Regions from separate parts of the Rattus norvegicus genome. Here regions 1 and 2 are each linked to region 3. The links are chromatin contacts, called in public Hi-C maps. All regions are on one chromosome and are shown on one strand. Each heading gives the region's core, a stretch centred on a gene start, on an enhancer-like site or on the middle of the called end of the contact. The rest is flanking DNA. Distances are from core to core; before and after follow the strand shown.

Region 1 (3,189 bases), core at 276-2,775, 170 kb before region 3:
GTCCTACCGGAATTGATACCAGAGATGGGGTACCATATGTACGGACAGCATAGCACAGGGTGCTTAATTATAATGGCAAACACATAGTCCCTCTGTGCTCTAGGCTCATACCACTGTAAGTCAGGGCATTTCCCTTATAGTATTATGAAATAAACTCCAAGGTCTCTAAGCACACACGTTTTGTTTGGTTCCTAAATCAGACAAATGTTTTTCCCATCCCAGCTCCCAAGAGCTAAGCGCACAAAAGCGTTCCATCGGCCGACTTCAGCAACAAGCTACTACAGTGTTCCCCTTCAGGTCCTTGGAAAAGCTTTCCTAGTTCCTCCATCCAGCTTTCAGCCTGAGTGGCTCAGCCAGCGAGATGTCCGCGAGCGCCTCCTTGTGGCGAGAAGGCCAGCGCCTCCACTAACTGCAGCGCTCTCTCCCACCCAGTGTCGCTGGCATCTGCCCAGGCCAGCCCTGAGGGTGGAAGAGAAAACACTCCTGTCCGGTACTGCCCAGAAGAGCGTGATAAATATCTCATGTCTTGGCTCTCCTGGAAATCCGAGACACTCCATTCTCCTAAGAGGGGTAGGCACTATGGCCTTTAACTCAGCCTCTATTCTCCACCAAGGCCATGACTCATTCCAATCCAAACTACTGCTTGTTTGTACCATGACACTAATAAATGTGACTGATTATGGTTCCGACTTCCTAGCCGTCGGTGTTACTCAAATACAGAGTAATTATAACGGGATTCCTAGCTAGCGGGTTTTTTTAAGTCTCCTATAACATTTAAATTAGACTAAATTCAGCTGTTTGAGTGCCCTCTGACAATGTATTTTCCCTCAGCTCGACGACTGTTTTATTGCTCCATACGCACTTGACCTAATCGGCAACATCCTGCACTCTGAAATGTTTATACTGTTAAATGAATTTTTAATCTAACTTTTACAGCATTCAATTTCAGTTTCATCAGCCATCCACAGAGCAATATCTAATGTTTTAAAATAATCTAGACAGTTAAAAGGAAGGAGGGGGAGGGGGAAGAATCGCCGTGTTATGAAGCAAATGATTAATTAAAGCAAATTAGATTCTGGCAGCTCTTGTTATCATGGTGCATTCCCGACCAGACTAATAAATCTTCGTTGAGAATGTGCTTCCCTGAGACTCAGGAGTCACCTGGGAAAGGACATTATTGAGTAATATATTGTGCTGTTAGTTTTATTTTTCTCTTGCAGTATGGAATAATAACGGATATTTTTTCAAACACCGTGCATACATGAGTCTGCTTTTGCTCCGACTGTAAGGGTGGGTTGGAGAGAGGCTGGAAAGCTAAGAAAGTTTTTTCTGTGTGACTGAAGTCAATTATGGCAACTGCGACAGCGAAGATGCCTGCAAACAGCAGCAAGTCCGAGGAGGACCGCACCAGGCCAGTCTGCCGCAGCAGGGATTGGGGCAGATCCCGAGATTTCCCTGCACCCTGCAGCTCTGTGGAAGCCTCTCTCTCCTCCCGTTTGAGAGGTTTGCCTTCTCCCTGTCCTAATAGCTGGCATCTCCTCACTGGGACAAGTAACAGCTCTCTAAATCCAGCCAAAAGCTGCTGCCTTGCACACTGTAGTCTTTGCAGTTTCTGAAGGCACAGAAGGGAGAACCTGACAGCCATTTCATATATATGCCTTTGATTCAGACTGCTCACAGTGTCGTCACTTAAACCAGCCTTTAATCATTTCTAATATCAACTGTTGCAGGGTTTTTTCCCCCAAATTCATACTTGCGATTGCCTAATTTGTATGTTTTAATGTGTGTTTCCTACAACTTTCCATCTGCTTTACCTCTGATTTGGGTCCTTTTTGCCCAGATCTCAGCAAATGTCTGTGTAAACCCTAAGTACTGTTCTCTGTGGCCATCATTCACTGCAGGTCATACTGCCCAAAGCCCACCAAGACAAGGCGCAGATTTAGTTGAAGTCTGTTGTGACAGCAAGAAAACAGTTTTAAAACAATGGTGTGCATACCCCCCAGAATACATTTTTCTTGAGATTTATTAAATGAGGGGGAGGGGAGCCCGTAAATCTCCAGAGTACATTTTTAGATTGCAGTAAATAACCACACAGCATTCAGTGTTTGTGCTGACTTTTAAACAGTATGCCCCGAAGAATCTCCAAGATGCAGCCGAGTGCATTAATATATCAGAGACCCTTCAGACTTCCCTGTGTCCTGAACCTCCACCTCCTGCCATCCCTCGGCTAATTCTGATTACAGAGTGAATTGGCTCTAGGGGAAAAAAAACCCAAATTTAAATATATACAAATAAGCATTCCACTTTGTCCCTTATAAGAGTAGATTGTGAAGTGAGCTACGATTACCCATCAAAGTGATTTCCTGGGCCCACCGGCTCCTCACGCTCCCATCCCCCACCGCTGAGCACGTTTTTCTCTTGCTTGGGCTGCCTTTCAGCTTTCTGCAGCACAGATCCCTGGTGCTATGCAGAATGGAAAGCAGCCTGCAGTGCTGCTCAGCGTGGCAGCGCATCCCCTGGCTGCAGGGCTTTTGCAGACAGTTTAAAAATGATCTGGTATTGCATGAGTTAAAAAAAATTCCCCCTGGAAAAGCTAATTATTGCATGCAGATACTTCTTTGTGTGATCAAGGAGGGGACAATTTAATAGGCTCTGTAATACAACCAAGAACAAAATTGCTTTAAAGGAAGTCTCTTGTTGAGTGACAACTCTGTTGCCTGAGCCAATTAGGTCCCAATAAAGAGTGTTGAATTGGCTCCTGCTTTCTCATTAATTATGTTCTGTCACAGACATGGGGCTTGATTTAGCAATTTTGTATTACATTAAGATACTGAAAGGCTGGGAACAAATGGCTCACTCTGATAATAGGCATTCTCTCCACGGTGTGACATTTACTATCCAGCTGTCCGTAAGGCAGCCTAGCACTTCAGTTCAGGGGCTTATTTGTCATTGCTTCAAAGGGACACTCAGCTTTTCACAAAAAAAGAAACAGAGAGGCTAATAGATAGGACAAAATGTACCGCTGATAAGCTTTATTAGAGATGGGATGCTAGGGTTTTGCTAACAAGCTCATCCGTTGGGACTCAGCCGAGTTTGCTGCCAATCATCCTGCACACAAAGGCACACTAGTTAACAAGGAGAAATGAATTACAGACACTTATTCTGCCGGTGGGATCACAAATACACCAA
Region 2 (3,361 bases), core at 804-3,303, 230 kb before region 3:
TCAGGAATGAGAGAAAAGTGGACCAAATGAATCCAATAGACAAGGTAAAATGCTGTCATTCATTCAACAAATAAGTAAGATGTCTGCAAGGTGGTGAGGACTCTGCATGAAGCCAAACACAGAAAAGCAGGAGAGCAAACAAAAGACCTGAGAGTTATTTATGTAAAGTCAATAAAGTAGATACTTTCCTTCACCAGAAAAAAATAATCTAATCCACATTTAGAGAAAAAGAATGCTGTTAAAAAGAGACCAGTTGTCTTATTTGTAAACAAGCAATTAAGCAAAAACAAACCAAGGAAGTTTTTTTTTTCCTTTCTTAGCACTTTCTTATTCCAGAGTTAGTAGAGTGCTAGATTTCCAAACCTTACTCACTAAATAACCACACAGTGCTTGAATTTATACGCTTTTAACCCAGATTTTTGAGACTTAGATGTTGTCAGATACAAGCCAAGAACAACTACAATGTATGGCATTTTTATGGCATTTGTTTTTATATGGAGGGGGGTCTGTACCACCATACATGTGTGGGAAGCAGAAGACAGAGGTAGGTCTTTGACCACATGAGTCCCAGGGATTGAACTCCTGTCACCAGGCTTGACAGCAAGCACAATTACACCCAGCATCATCCCCCTTGTTCAATAATTTATAGTTGCACAACATGGAAAGAGTTTAAAACATCCAGTCAATGGCTAGTTCATACCTCATTTGGATGCTGATAATAACCATAAGCACATTACTAATTATTTGTCAACTTCAGCCTATAGAAAACGATCCAGAACATAGGCTTATCATGAGAACTAAATAGTGAAAGTGTCTGTGGACTGTTTAATACCAGACTGACAGCTTGGACTGTCATTATTGTCTTTGTAGTAGAGGAGATGTTATGTGGTATTTGAGTACTCATTTTGTTTCCGATTTTTATCTTTTTTCATTTTTCAGTATTATGTGACTGCCAAATAAGAAAAGACAGACATTTATTGAGTAGGAAAATGAATAAGAAGATTTTGCTTTGGCCATTACTATTAAAATAGAACTTTGACTTTGAATTGCTCAGTTAGGGATCATGAAGAAGAGTTTCCGAGGGTAAGTAGGTTCAACCATTCATGGATTTTTGAAACGTTTGGGGTGTCTGTCTTGGTAGCATGTCAAATGGCCTGCCCTTGCTGGGTCAGGCTTGGTGTCTCAGGTAGCAACTTGTTTTGATCAAGAAAATGTAGTGCCAGTCTACAAACAAATATGGTGGCATACAATGAGCCCAGCCCTATAGACTAGGATGTACATGAGTTTAAGGAGCCCACTTTGTAAATATTCTAAATAGTAGGTGAGAATGTGAAGAGTAAGATGTGTGTCTCTTTAAGTAAAACAAACGTTATGTGCTCACACTTTCACCTTCTGCAAAACGAGCTGGGCGTCACAGAATGCGTTCTTCCTAGAATCACTGCATCCAGACGTTCAGACATACCATACCCCTCACTTCCCTAAGTTTTCACCTCTGTGTAATGCATACAGACATATGGACAGACCAACAACAATCCTGAAGGGAGCTGCAACCACCCAGCATGTACATTTTGCAGATCCTTCAACCAGTTTCCCATCCTGCCCATCCCCTACGCAAATCAGGTTTGAATGCCCAAGCTCGTCACCTGGTATACAAAAACGCAGTCTAACACTGTATTTATTAGCAAACCCTTTCCCTTATGTTTAATTTATTGTTACAGTTTTTAAATGTACAAACAGTTATACCAGTTTTATACACAAAACCACAGGTACCGTTTTGTATCTGTCAAAATTCCAGCAGCCTGCGGTGAGAGACAGTTGAATAGATGTCCTGTGCTGCCACCTAGTGCTTTTGTGAAGACATGGCCGTGTCTTCACCAGGAAACAAAGGCAACTCGAGGCGCACGTATTATGGAATAGCTTCTCTAGAGCATTATCAAACAGATGCATTTATGATACTTGGACCATATTCCCCGCAACCTCACAACCTAGCTTGTTTTCACACAATAGCAGCTTACATCCCTGCTCTTCACTGACAAAACTCTGGCCTCCTAGCCTAGGGGCATCTGGTTTAAATCCAAACTGACTGGGCAAGCAAAATGCTCTCAGTTCTGAGCCTCTTTCTACAGCTCCCATCTGGCCAAGGTTTCCTTGGCAAGTCTCTTCCTCCTGGAGGGACAGTTTAATCTGAATGTCTGGCCTATTACTTCAATTTGGGTAGAAGGTATAAATGAGTCAGACAGCTTTAAAAAAATCATTATCTTTAAAATTGACTAAAGCAGCAGCCATTTTCTTTGCAGCATCCAAAAGTGAAGCTTCTGAATTTTCTTCCTCCTCAGCACACAGGGTTTGTATCACGAGTTAGACCTTAGGTCTGCCTCTGAGTTCCTCCCCTTTTCGCTGCCCGAGTCTCCAAAACACCATTCTTCTCCTCAATTAATAAATTAGCATGTTGCAGTTACACAAACAGTATTCTTAAAAGTACTATATTAGGCACTGGTTAGTGGGTGGATAAAGAAAAAGAAAATAGCCTTTCAGTGTGTCTGTGGATACCACCTCCTGCCTCTTAGCCCACACAGTCTCTTTTCTTTTCAGACCTTCTAGAACCTTGGACCCACTAACCCTTTCCTTGTATTGCTTCTCTTTCTCTACCTATGCCTGTCTCCTCCTGTAAGAATATTAGTACTTTGCACAATCCTTTCAACATTCCTCCTACCACTAAATTTCTTTATCCATGTTTTACCCCAGTGCAATGAATTCACCAAGCCCTTGCGTTATTGTCTAAATGTGCAAATTAGAGCCAGCCCTTTTTGTAGAGCCCAGGAACTGGGTGCCAGGGCTGGGTCATGCTTCTGAGCCTGACTTCTGAAGACTCTGACACTGGCTGTGTCTTTCTCTAAACAGCGTTTTGGCAATCCATGTCTCCAGTCAGTCACCACTTAGCCTGTAAGGAACTTCACTCTGGTGAATTCCCTTTACCCTTCTGGAATCCATTGCTTTGCCATAGCTCCCGACTGAATTTCTTTCTACTTGTTTATTTGTATTTGTCAAATGCCCCCATTGTCTTCCACCCTTCATGTTTTATTTTTTTAATATGAACTTCATCTGAATTTGAATTTTATATGCTTACCTTTATAAATACTTTCACCCACCCCTCCTTGGAACTGTCCAGGCTTCGTGATGGTGATGATTTTGACAACAATGGCGTGAGTGGTTCACTTGATACCCCTTCTTCAAAAACGAAGCCAAATCATCCATTTCTACTGTGTTTTTCTAACCACTTTCCAGGTCCGTACTACACTCATTTTATCAGCAAAATGGCTGTTGATTGTAACCATCTACATTGAGTTAGTAATCCCCGTAT
Region 3 (3,374 bases), core at 591-3,090:
GGAGGCCGGTCTGGCCAAAGCACTGTCACTCCTGTCAGCAGCCAGAGTCAAAAGCATTTTTGTAGTTAATCATCAGGAGTGCCTACTGGCTCCAGCAGCCACTCACGCAGTGTTTGTCAGCATGAAGGCTCCATCCACACCACAGATGACGCCATGTCGGCGAGAAATGTGTTTCAATATCCTTCAGCAATGAGCTGAGCAAATCTTCATGGCTGACACCCAAAGCAACATACAATTTAGTGCTGGACTTCTTTTTTGACCAAATTCTGTGAATGCCGATGCCTTTCATTTCGAGAAACCAACCTCTCACTACAAATCTTCCCTGGAACATTCATTAAAACACAGGATGTTAAAAGATTGCAGCAAATTAGCAAAATGTCTTTAAAGTAATTGAAACACACACACTCTCTCACACAAACTCACATACACACACACACACACACACTCTCACACACACATACACTTACACACACTCTCTCTCACCCATATACACACATACACACTCTCTCATACTCTCACACAACACATTCTCTCATACACACACACACACACACACACACACACACACACTTTAATTTCAAAATATGTGAAGTTAGTCTTAGACTCTGCAGTTCCGTGGGTGAGAGCCTACCAGTAAAACTCTTGCTACTTCAGTGGCAGCAATCGGTGAGATGGTGAATATGAAAATAACAGAGGAAATGCACTATGCTTTGGAGCTAAACTAGAGGTGCTTGGTGGACACATGAAAGGAAGGCACTGAACAATAACAGTGCAAAGTGTGTCTCAGGGCGAGCTTATCAGGCCTTACATGTTGCTGATGGAAGCCTATTCATTCCTTAAGTACTAGAGAGAAGCAAACCTGGGCATCTGAAGAGAGACGTCCCAAAATGGCTTTTCCACTTTACAGTTGAGGGTTGTCACCAGATCAGAGCAGCTCAGATGAATATTTCATACAAAAGGTTAAAGTAAAGAAATTTTTCAGGAGATGCCTAGGACAGAAGAACCAAATTGCAATTATGTATTACGATATTGCAAGGAGATCTGACCTCTCTCTGTGGTAAAATGGTACATGAGTAGCAAATGAAACGGGGCTCAGAGCACAGTCCACAGATGTGTCAAGTTGTACCTGATAAACGCATACAGAAGCTGGAGCCCCATAGTGCTGAAGCTATTCTGTTTTCCATGGGATTTATCTTCATGTGCTTAAAATTCATAGTTTCTGCACAAAATAAAGTAAGATGGCATTTGTTATACGAACCTCAGTAGAGTCAGATTAGTGGGAGTTAAAATCCCCGGAGTGTAGACTCATTTGCTTTTGAATTGATAGCATCTGGGATATAATGATCAATACCACGATTTCTTTAAAACTGTACCGTACACGGAGATGTGTGGGTGACCTGATGGAGCTGCTGGGTTGGTTTAGTTTCCTCCTTATTGTTAGGGATAGCTTTTTTTCCTGTAATTAAACTTAGTTAGCATTAATGATCTTTATTGCCTTTTAATTTTGTGCAGAGAATATGCTATAATAAACAATAAAAAGTGATATGGAACATTTAAAATTGGACAATAGTCAAAAATCCTTAATACTGTGGATAATACTATGTGCTGTTGATAATGGGTAACAACTGGAAAAACTCTAGAAAACAACCAGGGCAATTTAGACATATTTTTGCTTTAAGGCTATTGTGTTGTGGCCTCTTTTCCCATGGTGAAGCTAATGGTTGATAACATGAACTCCACAGTCCAGGAGACGAAGCAGGAGAGAACACACAGACTTCTTCCCCAAACCCCACTGCCTAATTTAAATGCCTTTTGATTGGCTAATCATTTTCATTCTCAACAAAAATGATTGGAAACAAGCTTCCTTAAACCCCTCACTTTAGCTGTTAACAGAGCCAATCAGAAAAAAGACGGGTTTTGAACCTACACAGGAAATAGGTTCATATGTTTAAAGAAACAGGGCTCTCCGTTGCCCTATGTTAAAGAGACACCTTCTTCAGTTCCTCAAGAAAAGGTTTCTGGTTTTACTTCCTGAAGCATCAAATGAATTTTAAACTGCTTTATAATAATTAACATGTTCCAAAAAGAATCCCAATGTGATGTTTTTATTCATTATCCCAAGAGCTACAGATTCCGTGCTGGAAGCTGCATTCATCTCAAGGAAAACGTTTCTGACAGGAGTTTTGGGATTCTGGCCTCTGCTTTTCTATATATTATATAAAAAGAGAGCTCGGAATCAACTGGAAATAATCCTACATTTAAACAAGGCTCTCATGTCAATTTTCCCCTCACAATCGTATTAAGAAGCCAGTAAAATATGAATTACATAAAACCAAAGGATTCATGTAAGCCCTCACCTGTTACATAAGAAGCAGAACATTATGTAATATGCCTTTTCTTACTAATTCTTCAAATTCTGAATGCTTTGTGTGACACCGAAGAACACTGAATAATGGTGTTTAAATATTTTTAACCGTTTGAATATGCACAGAGCCTCTACACTAATATTGCAAGTAGTTTGGTGACATCTAGTGGAAAGAGTGACTAGCAGCCGGAGATATTCAGATGCCACAGCAAAGGTAGCTGCTGGAACCATGAAAATACGTGTAGGCAAAGAAGAGATTTCTTGCCTTCTTTCCTAAGAAAATGAAAGAGACTGAGTAGTCCTTCGGAGGGAAAACTACTTCACATCCATGATGGTTACTACAAAAATGTTGACTATATAATGCAGAATCTTTGAAAAGTGTTTGGAATGAAAACACGCACACCACACACACACTAGAATACTGTAACACGTCCGCCTACAAGAAACAATCATTCATATAAACCACGTTCTCTTCCTGGCGTCGTCGATTTTGATGGTCTTTCCCACTAAGATTAGATGGTCCAGGTGTGTAACTTTATAGCCTGAACTGTAACTACACAGCCATCTTTGCATGCTGCTCGGTATAACAATGATTCTGAGGAGCAGAGAGCTAGAAGAGGACTGCCACTTCACAGCTGCATGCCATACGTCCACACACCTATGGCTTCCACATGACAGTGCAGGACTGAGCAAGAGCACCGTCGCAGAGAGGGTCTTACACTGCAGCAGTGTTTAAGGTACCGCATTGTTCAGAGACAAGATCAATGTGCGCTCTGCATTGATCAGGTACTGGCTGTGTTACTGGAGCCTGAAGACATTAGAAATAATGTGCCCAGGCCTTACCATAGCCTCAAGCATTCTAATAAGAAAGAAGGACGTGTATTTTAAATCACAGAACTATGAGCAGTGTGGAGAATCTTACACTGGGTGTAGTCGGAATTTCTAGAAAAAAAGAAGAGTCAATCCTTAAATGAGAGATAACGGCTGGGCAGGACTTGAAAAATCAAAG

The links. A called contact is a pair of places that touch in the nucleus more often than the background predicts.
Region 1: a contact with region 3 is called in a Hi-C map of frontal cortex, with 2.5 times the contacts expected there. The contact joins two enhancer-like sites. A contact is called at or near these places in 2 of 12 Hi-C or Micro-C datasets (frontal cortex and prefrontal cortex).
Region 2: a contact with region 3 is called in a Hi-C map of the A7r5 cell line, with 6 times the contacts expected there. The contact joins two enhancer-like sites. A contact is called at or near these places in 5 of 12 Hi-C or Micro-C datasets (the A7r5 cell line, the Rat2 cell line, frontal cortex and 2 more).

The regions. Positions count from the first base shown.
Region 1 is chr6:74,176,141-74,179,329 of GRCr8, forward strand. No RefSeq gene overlaps it. Among named protein-coding and RNA genes, the nearest start is that of G2e3, 320 kb to the right of the region's middle. Within about 2 kb of position 1,526, at least 25 of the 93 cell types and tissues checked have an H3K27ac peak or open chromatin away from gene starts, as enhancers often do.
Region 2 is chr6:74,119,843-74,123,203 of GRCr8, forward strand. No RefSeq gene overlaps it. Among named protein-coding and RNA genes, the nearest start is that of Prkd1, 350 kb to the left of the region's middle. Within about 2 kb of position 2,054, at least 12 of the 93 cell types and tissues checked have an H3K27ac peak or open chromatin away from gene starts, as enhancers often do.
Region 3 is chr6:74,345,876-74,349,249 of GRCr8, forward strand. No RefSeq gene overlaps it. Among named protein-coding and RNA genes, the nearest start is that of G2e3, 150 kb to the right of the region's middle. Within about 2 kb of position 1,841, at least 10 of the 93 cell types and tissues checked have an H3K27ac peak or open chromatin away from gene starts, as enhancers often do.